2 separate regions of the Mus musculus genome follow, and region 2 is linked to region 1. A link is a contact called in public HiChIP or PLAC-seq data. All regions are on one chromosome and are shown on one strand. The core of a region is the stretch at or near the end of the contact, and the rest is flanking DNA. Distances in the headings are between cores, read along the strand shown.

Region 1 (6,127 bases), core at 1,297-3,796:
AACACCTCTAACTTCAGCTCCTAGGGATCCCACACCCTCTTCTGTCCTCTGTGGGCATCTGCACACACACGCACATCACTGAGACATGCGTGCACACATACAAATCAAATCAAATACTTCAAATCCCTTTCTTAAACCTACACTCTTGGGCTAGGGAGCTAGCTCTAAAGGACCCAAGTTCAATTTCCAGCACCCGTATGGCAGTTCACTAATGCCTATAACTCCAGCTCTAGGGGAATCTGAGACACGCACCTGCAGGCAAAACACTCATATATATAAAAAAAAATAAAATAAAATGAAGTTTTTTTTTTTTTAAATTATGCCGTTGCCTTGATGCACCAGGGTCCCCAAGCCTGCAAGCCAAGCACGTGACCTGCAGGGAAGGAGCCGAATCTATTACTACGACGCTGGTTAGGGGGCATTGCAGAGATGGACCAGGTCAGAGAGAACTGAGCAGGGTCACTCCAGGATGTAAGAGCTAGGGCACCTAGAGGGAAACCGTTCTCAGTGCTCCTTGGGGTGGGGGTGGGGGCTTTGTGCAAGGGTTCCTGCTGAGCTGCAGGCAGGCACGTGATTAGACCTCCAAAGGGATTTCAGGGGTGCACCAAGAAGGAGTGTGCACAGTCGGAATTTTGGGTGGGTGGAGCAGGCAGAGTGAGTGTGTTTCCTGTCTCTCACTGATGATTGATTGGTGCCTGCCAAAGTGGGTAGATCATAAAAGCTGTGTTGTAGAAGCCATCCTACAGGCCCTATGAGGTCCCCACCCCTTCAGGCCTCCCTGGCACCTCTGAGTTCCTGTCTGGGAGGAAAGGACTAGCTCCTGTCCTTCTTGCAAGCAGAAGTAAGGAAAATAAACAAGAAAACGTTGAGTGAGCGAGAGGGGGCTCCGTGGGGCCTCAGAGCCCAGGGAGGGAGGGCTAATGTGAAAGGTTAGGGTAGTGCCCCTCTCCCCAACCCGTCTGTACCCAGCCTCACTCTCATCTTCTCCAATAGCCCCCCAGCCGGTCACCCAGCAGTCAGTTCGGTTCTCAAACTTGTACGTGGAGTTCAGGAGGCAGATGGGCTGGATGAAGTTATTGTAGGTGACTGGAGATGACAGCTTCAGCAGGGCTATGTCATTGGGATACTGCTCCGAGTACTTGGGGCTCAGGAAAATATCTTCTATTTGGTAACGGTTGGAATAGGCCTGTAGGTTCCAGAGAGATGGCCTGGATGTCAGCTCACCAAACTGGACTGTCCAGTCAAAAGGATCGTTATCCCTGACAGAGAAGGAGAGAGCAGTTCAAGCCACCTGAGCTCAGCTGGGCCTCTCTCTGAGGCGACGACTACCTCACGTTCATCCTTAGCATAACTGCCCAGTCCTTATGGGCCAAAAAGCCTCCTATAGGGGCCACAGAACCCAGAGAGGCTGGGCAAGAGAGCCCTTGCTCCCGGGCACTGAGTGAAGAAGCAGAAGAGTGGCTACCCCAGTGGTCCTGTGTCTGTTGGAGTAGTCCTAAAGACAGAAGGTGAGTCAGCCTAGGGGAGCCCCCAAAGGAGCTGTAGTCCCCAAAGGAGCTGAGCAAGTGTGGGGACTAGTGTAGGGATATTTGGGAAGGACTTGAAGGAAAAAAAGAGCAGTCAAAGCACTCAAAGGGAATGAGAATGTCCTGAAAGAACATTCTAGAAGAACTGGAAGAGGATTCCCTTTCAGGGGCAGTAATGTAAATCTTACAGATCTAACCCATTTCAGCTACTCCTGAGGCTGCACTAAAAAGCTTACCCAGGTGTCAAACTCAGGGCCAAGGTTACTAACCTTCCCACCCCTCAGCTGCCCAGGCTTGACTCCAGACTCACTTTTGGAAGCAGTGGGCAGCTGTAAGCACCCAGCGGCGGTTGAGCAAGGTTGCGCCACATAAGTGGTTGCCCCATACACGCAGGCTCCCTTGCCACGGCCAGCGGCCAAGCTCAGCATCATCGCCACCCACTATACGGGAAGGGATGGTCCTGTGACCGCAGGGCCCTGTGAGGAGGATCAGACCGGAGCAGAGATTTTTTTTTCCCCTCCCACCCACCACCACTGACACTTTTTAAGCCACGGGCAAGGAAAGGGAGGGACTTCCTGAGGGTCTGCTGGGACACCCTCCATATGATCGGTGTGCACCTGCCCCCAACACCCCCACCCCGGGGCAGGGGTGTGCGTTATTATCAAACACAGTTGAGTTCTCGATCCTGGGGCAAAGGAGAGGAATACTTGAGGTGCACCCCCGACGCAGGCCCACCACGCAGGAAAACACGTTCTGAGCACCTTACCTGACAATAGGTCGGGTTCCTGCAGTTCTGGGTGGAAGGGAGAGAAGAATAAGCGACACTTCGCCCTCACTTCCCCATCTGCCTGTCACTGCCCCCAGTCTCACAACAGTACCCCCAGAGCAGCTCACCGGGTTTCTCAGGATCCACCTGCAAATAGGTTGACTGTAAGGCCATCGCCGCAGTCGCCACAACCACCAGCAGTGGCACCAACGTCTTGCCCCGCGCGCCCATGGCCACCTCTCCTGCCACCTGGCACCCCCTCTTACTTCCTGCTACGCCAGGCCCGCGCCCACTCTGAAGAAGACGCCAATCCCTAGGCCCAAGGATTGTCTGGGGACCGTGGTGTCCTAACACTGTCTTCCAGGGCATCCATTATAGCTGTTGGTATGGCACAGCAACCTTAGTGAACGGGAGCAGTCCTTGTGTATTCTGAGCTCAGTGGGTGGCGGTTGCCTCCCCTGTTGCCTTCTGCCCCCTGCCCACGACTTCCTTCAGGATCAAGCTTAGCCAGAGATCCCCTCAGTTAGGTCCATGAGTAATACTTCTGAGGCCTGTCCCTGTTGGGATCAGCCAAGAACTTGCTCCTTCACAGGACTATATTGGCAAAACCGAGGCACCTGTGCTTTCTCCCTTAGCAGGCCAGCCCTGAGCCCTGCCGCCTTCGGCTACTGCTGCTTCTCTTTAATAGCCTTCCTCCTTGTCGCGTCTTTTTAAATATAGTTTCTTTTCTTTTTTCTTGTTCTCTATCTTTGTTGGTTTTGTCGTTGTTTGTTTTTCTTTTCGAGTCAGTGATTTATTTTGCATCCCACACTGGACACAAGTCTATGATTCGACTAGGTTTACAGACATGTGCCTCCTAGAATTTCTTCACACACACACACACACACACACACACACACACACACACACACACACACACACGTAAAGACTATCAAAAGATTTTAAGACTATCAAAAGATTATGAAGAGATATTATTATTTTGTTTTTCCATACAGGGTTTCTCTGCATAGCCCTGACTATCCAAAAACTCACTCTGTAGACCAGGCTGGCCTGGAACTCACAGAGATCTGCCTGCATCCTGGCTGGAATGAAAGGCGTGCGCTACCACCACCCAGCAGAGAGAAAGTTTTTAATTAAACATTTATTTTTCTCCTTTTTTGTGGGGCTTGTTTGGTTTTAGGGTTTTGTTTTGTTTTGCTTTTGTTTGTTTGTTTGTTTGTTTTATGGGGTGTTTGGTTGGTTGGTTTTGAGGCAGAGTCTTACTACAATAGCTCTGTCTGTCCTGGAACTCTCTATGTAGAACATGTTGGTCTTGAAGTCACATTGATCTTCCTGCCTCTGCCTCATGAGTGCTGAGACTAAAGCCATATGTCACCATGTTCAGTTTATTTTCTCTGAAAAAAAAAATTGCTTGTGAGTGTGTGTGTGTGTGTGTGTGCACGGGCTTCCACACGTGCATGCGCAACCATTTACATGTCCATATCGGAGAGGCAAAACCAGGGATTTAAGGCATACGGTGCCATGCCTGGCTAGCATGGGCTTAGTACATGCAGACATGGTGCAGCAATCAGACTAGGTTAAATGGTTAGATCCATACCATTCACCGTTTCTTTGTGCTGGAAATTTTCTCTCTACTATTCTGAAACAATGGTTGTTGCCCATAGTTCACCCCTCATGTTTTGGTACTTTAGAAATTACTCTTTCTACCCTGGGCCCCATCACTCAGCCCTCTCTCCACCACCCTCCTCTGCGGCACCCCTGACTCTGGCTACCTCTCTCTGGTTCTACACTTTGAGATTAACTTTTATGGTATTTGATTTTTGTTTCGGGTTTGTTTGATTGTGATGAGATGAACCTCGGGGCCTTGTACACGCTAGGCAGGGCCTTTCCCAATAAGCAACATGCCTGGCTCTTGGTATTTATCCTGTGTCTGATTTAATTCACTTATGCAATGTCCTATAATCTCATCCATCATGTTGCTGCAAAGGACAGGATCTTGGTCTATTTGTGGCTGAATAATATTCAATTATGTGTTTGTACCACAGTCTTTATCCTGCGTCCATTGACAGATGTCCCTGCTGAGCCAGTGTTCTGGCTGCTGTTCTGGCTGCTGTTCTGGCTGCTGTTCTGGCTGCTGTTCTGGCTGCTGTTTCAGTGAACAGGTTCAGACTGAAGGTCTGGGTTAAATATTTTTCATCTTTCAATTAATTTCTTTACTAATGTACAAATGTAGGCTGTGTCAATATTTTCATCCTGTGTGCACCATTGTGCTTCATGCATGTTCTCCCACAGTCTTTGCCCCTTCCCACTTTCCCACTGGTCCCCTTCCAAGTAACAAAATCTTACTGGAGGTCTAGAGAAAGAAGGCTCAGCAGTGAGGGGCACTTGCTGCTCTTGCCTAGGACCTCAGTTTGGCTCCCAACCCTCACAGGGCAGCTCACAAACATAGGTAAGTCCAGTTCTAGGAGATTTGACCTCTGATATATGTGGTATACACACACACACATTCATGCACACATATACACACATGCATACACATACACACACGTGCACACACATACACACACATGCACACATATACACACATACATACACACATAAATACATATACATACATACACACACATACATGCATATACACATATACACATACATAAATGCATATTACACACTCATAAATACACATATACACACATACATAAATACATATACACATACATATATACATACATACTGGCAAAAAACTCTTACACATACATTTTTTATTAAAAAATAGTATTTAAATTTAGATTCCACATGAATGAAAACATGTGGTGTTCATCTTGTGGTTACCACTTCTCCTTTTTAAAAACTTTTTATCAATTCTTTGTGAATTTCACATCATGCACTCCAATCCCACACATCTCCCATCTGCTTGTATCTGTCCTCCACTCTTGCAACCTCCTCTCAAAAGAAAATAAAAACAAAATTAAAATAAAAACAGTCAACAACAAAATCTTGCCCTGGAAGCTGTAGTGTATCCTGACCCGCGGGGACCTAGTTATTCGTGGGATCGAGGGGGACCAACCCTGAAAAAGAAACAGGTGAGAAAAGGGAGTGAGACCAAGCAAATAGTTGTCAAGGTGTGTTTAATGGAGGCTGGGAGCCTGATTATAAGCACACAGTGAGAGAAAATAGGGAGGGGCTGAGGGGGAACAATCAAAGCACAGAGAGAGGGATGGACATCTGGGGCGGATGCTGAGTGCAGGCTTCAAACATCTTGCAGCTTATCTTGGAATGCCAGCTCTATCTTAACAGTCCCAGGCGCCAAGTGGAGACATGAAGGAGGGGGTGACACTGCTCCCATCAAAGGGTCAGCCGGATCTTCAGGGTGAGAGTTGTTGAGGGTCTGGTTTCCCACAGTCTGGTCTCTCACAGTCGTGTGTCATAGCGTGTCCCAGTTTATCCTTCTATCCATACATCTTTACACACATGTTCATTGCAGTGAGTCACTGGTCTGATTCGTGGCCTCTGGCTTCTGTTTCATGAGTATGGACCACTGCCACTTGACAAAGTTCCAGCAGCTCTACATTGAGGACCACAGTTCAGGTAAAAGGGGAGAGCTAACCTGCTAAATGTTGCCCTCTGACCTTCACCGTGAGCTGTGGCACATGTATATCCCCAGCACACCATGGGTACACATATGTAATAATAAGTAAATTAATCAATTAGTAACTTTGTTATCTCGAGATCAAGAAAAGTGTATGAGAGGGAGACAGCGCTGGGTTGTCCATCCCAGAGTCCCAGTGCCCAGTGACCACTGGAGGAGGTCTATACTAGTCAGCTTCTTGTAATC
Region 2 (6,127 bases), core at 1,739-4,238, 550 kb before region 1:
AAAATATTAGACACCACAATGGCCTCAGAGGAGAAAAACCCAGATTTGTCTTATTGGCATTGTTTTCTTTAAGGATACAATGAGTAACGAGTAGCTGGCACTTTGAGTGACAAGCATCAAAACATTACTCAACACAACACAACGTGCAAAACCTCACAGGAGAGCACTAAGACAGAACCGAAAGCTGGAGCGGCGGTGCAAGCCTTCAACCACAGCACAGGGGAGGCAGAGGCAGGCTGATTCAGAGCTATTCCAGGACAGCCAAAGCGACATAAAGAAACCCTGCCTGGGAGGAAAAAAAAAGAAAAAAAAGAAAAAGGCAAGAAAAAAAGTAAGACTGTCAGGTAGGTAAACCATAAACAAATAAGGGGAAAATGTGACTTGGTAGATCTAGTCAGCAGTCAGGTAGGCACAACTGTTGAAACCTCTGAATGGGTTGAGATCTTATAGGCAGTGTTAAGGGTTTAGCAATAATGCCACGTAACAGTAAGTACTCAACTAAAGACAGCTAATTCTCCCTGGGACTTCTCTTGGAGCAAAATACAAAAAAAGGCCTCAGGATACATCCTAACTCTTCTTCCTCACCTTCCTCAAGTGTAAGGCGAGAATACATCTTTTCAGAAACAGGGCCCTTCTAAATGCTGCTGAATAAGTCTAGCTCATGAGAACAGTTCCCTTCCACTACTTTGACAAATAGAAATGGCAAATGATTACCTATCTAGCTTCTTTCCAGGACTATATCTTTTCAGCTATCTTCCATGGTCTGGAGTAAGCAAGCAAGCAAGCCTGTGTTTCAGGCTTCAAGTCTTTTTTTTTTTTTTTCTCGAGACAGGGTTTCTCTGGGCAGTCCTGGCTGTCCTGGAACCCACTCTGTAGACCAGGCTGGCTTCAAGAAATCCACCTGCCTCTGCCTCTCAAGTGCTGGGATTAAAGGCCTGTGCCACCACTGTCCAGCTGTGGCACTCATTCTTAATTTTTTTTTTTTTTTTTGCTATCCTGTAGCTCTGGCTGTCACAGAGATTCCCCCACTTTTGTTTCCCAAGTGCTGGGATTAAAGCTGTGTACCATGACACCTTGCTGGGACTCATCCTTCCTGTCTCCTGAGTACAGGAACCAAAGGCTTATTCTATTAAAGACAAGGTCTCTAGCCCAGGCTGGCTTCAAATGTTCTATGTAGGATGACTTGAATCTCCTGCCTCCGCCTGGGATTATAGGCTTTCGATATGGAGCTGGAGACTGAAACCAGGGCTTTGTGCACAACAGGCAAAAGCATACTACCAAGTTAAGTAATCCTGACAATTAGCTCCCTAAACCTTGCTTGGCTAAATCAATCTATCAATCTGGCAAGGCACCCAGCTAAAAGCTCAGTGGTAAGTTTGATTTCTGGCTGCTTAGTTAACTGTGTTACAGCTCAGCTGACTTTTGGATGAGATCACTAAAAGCAGCACTGTCCATGAGTGTGAACCATGAGCACACCCTTTAATCTCCTTTCAGCCAAGTCACAAAAGTTAGTGAAACCTTTCTTATTTTTTTTAGAAACAAGAACTGGGAAATGAGGCTCTCGAGTTCAAAGGTCTGTCCTGGTCTACTTCCAGGACAGGCAAGGCTACACGAAGTAACACTGAGCCCAGTATACTCAACAAGACCTCTACCATTCACAAGTACTGACAGTCCAAAATTAAAGGCTTTTTCCCCCCTATTGAAACATGGTCTCACTAGGCAGCCCTGGCTAGCCTAGGTTGATCAAGCTAGCCTCAAACTCTGACTTGCCATCTGAGTGCTGGGATTAAAGGCAGTGTGTGGGTCCCAAAACTAGTTTTTAACAAAATGAACATTACCTTTGTAACATATAATCAACATAAAATTACTAAATTTCTTGTGGGTTTTCTATACTAAGTCATTTAAATCTGGTATGTACTTTTGGGGTTTGGGTTACTATTCAAGTGCTTCATACCAGTGACAAAGGGTAGAGATCACCCTTGTGCACCCGCACCCCGACCTGCTGGAATGTACTTTATGAAACAGGCAGAACCCATTGTTAAGCAGTCTACAAATTATGAACTGCGGCGTAAGCGAACTCTTTGCTGGGTGTGGTCGAGTGCTAGAAAGCAAAGGTGAGGGTCTCTGTTCACTCAAGCTCAGGTAACAGCTCAGGACCTTGGTCACCTCTCCCATCCTCCGGAAAGGTGTGCGTCCAACAGTCAGAGAGAGGAGAAAACAAATGGTTAAATCTCGAGCAGAGGGCGTCTTGGCAATCTGAAAGCACTCTCTACATATAAAAGCACATCGGAGACACAGTGCCTACGAAGTAACACAAGGTAGAGAAAGCAAGCCTCCACCACGTCTCTACCATCAACCATAACCTTCCCATATCCTCTCCCGCTGAGCTCCGTAACCGTGCTCGGTCCATCCTAGGACGGATCCTCAATGCCCAGAACTGAGAACTGCACACTGGATTCCGACAGACACTCGTGGAAAGAGATCTTTAAAGGAAACCAACCTTTTAGGCCGGCTCGCAATCTGCACCGTCCGCTCCGGCCACAGACATCGACCTCGCCTCCCACCCTCTTTCTCCACTCACTACTCAGGTCGGGCCCGGTGTGGCGAGCCTAGGTCTCCAGCCTGACAAGAAAACAAGAGAAGCGGCAGGGCTCGCAGCTGCTGGAGTCCTGCAGGCTAAAGCGGGTCGCCGCCGAGCGAACCGTGCGGGATCACCCTTCCGTCGGTGACCGCCTCGACCACTTCCGGGCCGCGGCCTCGACACCTCCCACTCCGCCCGACCTGAACCACACTCTCTCCTCGGGCTCTGTTCCTCGCCGGCGGGCCTCTGCCGCACTGAGGAACGCAACCGGCTCCACGATGCGCCCCGCCAAGCCTGGCAGAAGGTCCCCGGAGGTCGGATGCAGCCGGATTCCTACCCCGACTTACATCTTCCCAAGGCCGCCACCTCCTCCCGCTCTTCTCAGACCAGGACGCCGGCGCAACTTTGTCGTCAGAGGTGAGAAGCGGGAAGGCGCAGCCGTCGTCGCGCGACGATGACGTAAGCACACTCAGCCAATGCAAGTTAGCGGTGGAGGACTAAAGGACAGCAACTGTGTGTGGGCGGAGCGTCGTAGCGCCTACGGTCCCCCCCCCCGCCCCCCCTCCCCGACTGGTCTAAAGTTTCCTGGACTTGTTTTGCTCATTCTGAAGCGCGCGATGATTGGCTGACCGGCACCAGAGGTTTGTGCTCTTTGGCGCCTACCGGATCTGTGTGGATGGAGCTACTCGGGTTGCCTCTGCTGTCATTAGGATCTAAGGCACCCTGCTGAGGCCGCGTTATTGTAGTAAAGGGACAGGCTGGTACGGACGGTGAGTTCCTATGGTCAAGTCTCTGGTAGTTAGTGGTGATTGCATAGATATGGTCTCTGTGCTGGTGGGATACAGCTGACTGGGTGTAGCGGGCGGCCGATGAGGCCAGAAAGGAAAAAAGTTTGAGGAAATGTTGAAGGAGGTTTCTCCCAGGAGACATTTCTGACAAGAATGCGTGGGGCAGAAGGAACAGCAAAGGCGTTCAGGATCGCTGGGAGAAGAAGAGGCACGCTAGTCTATACCGGGGTTACGTCAGTAACTTCTTAGCAAGGACATAGAGGATCTGGTCTCTGCACGAGGCTAAAGAGTAGCACCCGCCGTAGTGCCCCGCCTCCCGACTTTGCCAACACATTCTTTTGTTTGTTTGTTTGTTTGTTTTGTAGCCCTGGCTGTCCTGGAACTCACTCTGTAGACCAGGCTAGGCTGGCCTAGAACTCAGAAATCTGCCTGCCTCTGCCTCCCAACTGCTGGGATTAAAGACGAGCGCCACCGCCCGGTTTGCCTAGCACATTCTTGCTCCGTTATTTGCGGAAGAAAGGGATATGCACACAATCCCCGCGGTTATCTAAGTAGATTTGAGGCAGGAACGAAGAAAGAGGAACAGAGCTAAGGTGAGCTTCAGGAGGAAGGTACAAAGGTGACTTAGATTTGGATTACATATTGCTGTGAAAGATAGGAAAGTGGCCAATGTGCACTTTGGTGATCCCGGAGAGATGGAGAGAAGAGATTATCTCGGTCCAAGGAGCTGGGTGTGTCCTGTGGGACAGTCAGGAAGAGGAGCCTGCTTCTGAAGTCTGCTTTCCTGAGGTATTCATTTTTTGGGGTGGGGTTAGCAGATCTAGACAGTTTGGTCTGGTACCCTTGTTGGATTTAAGATTATTTAATGTATAGGATATTAGGGATAAGCTGATTTTCTTGCATTGCTGTTGTGTCTGCTGTGGTCAGACATGAGTGGTAAGTGGATGCTAGCTGTTCTCTGGTGGAACGGAACAAATAAACGATGACCCTCACTTACATCATCCAGTCTGGGTTATTCACACTAGAAAGGCTGAGAGCCAGTAGCTTTCTAAGAAACTACATGTCCTTGTAGTCTTAATCTGGTGCTGAAATCATGGCGGGTTCCTGGTCTTCAGCACTAGTTGGAAGGCTGAAGAAGCTGGGCCCTGATGTCAGTGAAAGATGGCAGCAAAAAGGTAGACGGACTAGTGAGAGAAAAGCCACAAAAGCAAATCTCGCACTGCCTACAAAGACACTGGGAAGTGCTGGTCAGGTTCAGGTTGGGCCTTCACACTTAATCACAAAGCTCCCTCACCGGTGTGCCCCGAGGTGCGTTAATTCTGAATCCAATCAAGTTGACAACCAAGATTAACCATCTCAGTGGGTCAGAAGAGCAGTGGTCCAGGGACTTCAGCCGGTTCTTGTAGGGAAAGGGCCCTGTGATGATGTAGTAATGCTCACACAGGGAGCATGTACCATTCTGTGAAGATTAATGGTGTCTGTGATTAGAGAGGCTAATAGAGTTTTTGGTCCAGAACAGCACGGACACCCTAGAAACCCTAGAAATCTGGGGTCACCCCAGATGGCTGGTGAGGACCGAAGAAGCTGGGCTAACAGCTTCTCCCCTGCTTTTCCCCTAATGTTCAAAGTAATTTAATTTGGCATGTATGTAAGTATGTAATTTAATTTGGCACATGTGTAAGTTTTTTTTTTTAAGATTTATTTATTATTATATCTAAGTACACTGTAGCTGTCTTCAGATGCACCAGAAGAGGGCATCAGATCTCATTGTCTTTGGAAGAGCAGTCGGTGCTCTTAACCACTGAGCCATCTCTCCAGCCCACGTATGTAAGTTTTAACATAAATTAAATCTAAAGCATGATTTACTCAGAGGTGTTGATAAAAATTTGTTGCTAAGCCGGGTGTGGTGGCGCACGCCTTTGATCCCAGCACTCGGGAGGCAGAGGCAGTTGGATTTCTGAGTTCAAGGCCAGCCTGGTCTACAAAGTGAGTTCCAGGACAGCCAGGACTACACAGAGAAACCCTGTCTCAAAAACACCAAAAAAAAAAAAAAAAAAAATTTGTTGCTAAATATCCTGGGCTTTATAAATCAAGTGTACCATCAAGCTGCTGAGCTCTGAAAGCTGAGCTTCCTGGCTTTTACTATTTTGAGAATTAGCAGAAAGATTGTGAGAACTGAATCTTTGGACCCTTCTTTCTTTTCTTCCAAGAGTCTGAGCCTTACTTATCCCAGCATGTTGCTAACCTATGGAGGCCAAGATGGCTAAGGGCCACCAAGCTAGGATTTCCGGGGACCCAGGGTATCTGTAGCCCCAGTTTGCTGGAAGACACATGAATTGCTGGCCGCAATTGAGGGCATTTGAGCCTTGGTAAGTACTCTATGCTCCCTTCTTTCTTTTCTCAAGGTTCAAAGTCAGCCTGGTCCAGAGTGAGTTTCAGACAGCCAGGGCTGCTATACGTAGAAACCCTGTCTCAAAAAACAAAACAACAGGGGCTGGAGAGATGGCTCAGGGGTTAAGAGCACTGACTGCTCTTCCAGAGGTCCTGAAATCAATTCCCACCAACCACATGATGGCTTATAACCATCTGTAATGGGATCTGATGCCATCTCCTAGCATGCAGGTGTACATACAGATAGGACACTCAGATACTTAAATAAATCTTTTTTTAAATGCCATAATGCATAATAGAGAGACCCTGTCTCAAACAAAACAAAAAATAGAAAAAGACAAGCAAGGGCTGAGTGGGGTGGCTCACA

What was found. HiChIP or PLAC-seq counts read pairs in DNA pulled down with a chosen protein or histone mark.
Region 2: an H3K4me3 HiChIP or PLAC-seq map of embryonic stem cells shows a contact between it and region 1, with 3 times the contacts expected there. The contact joins the promoter of Rnps1 here to the promoter of Prss21 in region 1. A contact is called at or near these places in 2 of 39 promoter capture datasets (cranial neural crest and frontonasal cranial neural crest) and 2 of 115 datasets of contacts at active chromatin or transcription factors (embryonic stem cells and pancreatic cancer cells).

What each region holds. Positions count from the first base shown.
Region 1 is chr17:23,864,491-23,870,617 of GRCm38.p6, reverse strand. It overlaps Prss21 (protease, serine 21), which reads right to left and starts at 2,546. Exons shown (of 6, transcript NM_020487.4): 1 at 2,421-2,546; 2 at 2,293-2,319; 3 at 1,837-2,002; 4 at 976-1,259. The coding sequence starts at 2,523.
Region 2 is chr17:24,411,536-24,417,662 of GRCm38.p6, reverse strand. Rnps1 (RNA binding protein with serine rich domain 1) reads right to left here and starts at 2,988. Exons shown (of 9, transcript NM_009070.2): 1 at 2,929-2,988; 2 at 2,501-2,622. D330041H03Rik (RIKEN cDNA D330041H03 gene) reads left to right here and starts at 3,150. Exons shown (of 6, transcript NR_033554.1): 1 at 3,150-3,351; 2 at 3,735-3,962; 3 at 5,089-5,196; 4 at 5,580-5,738.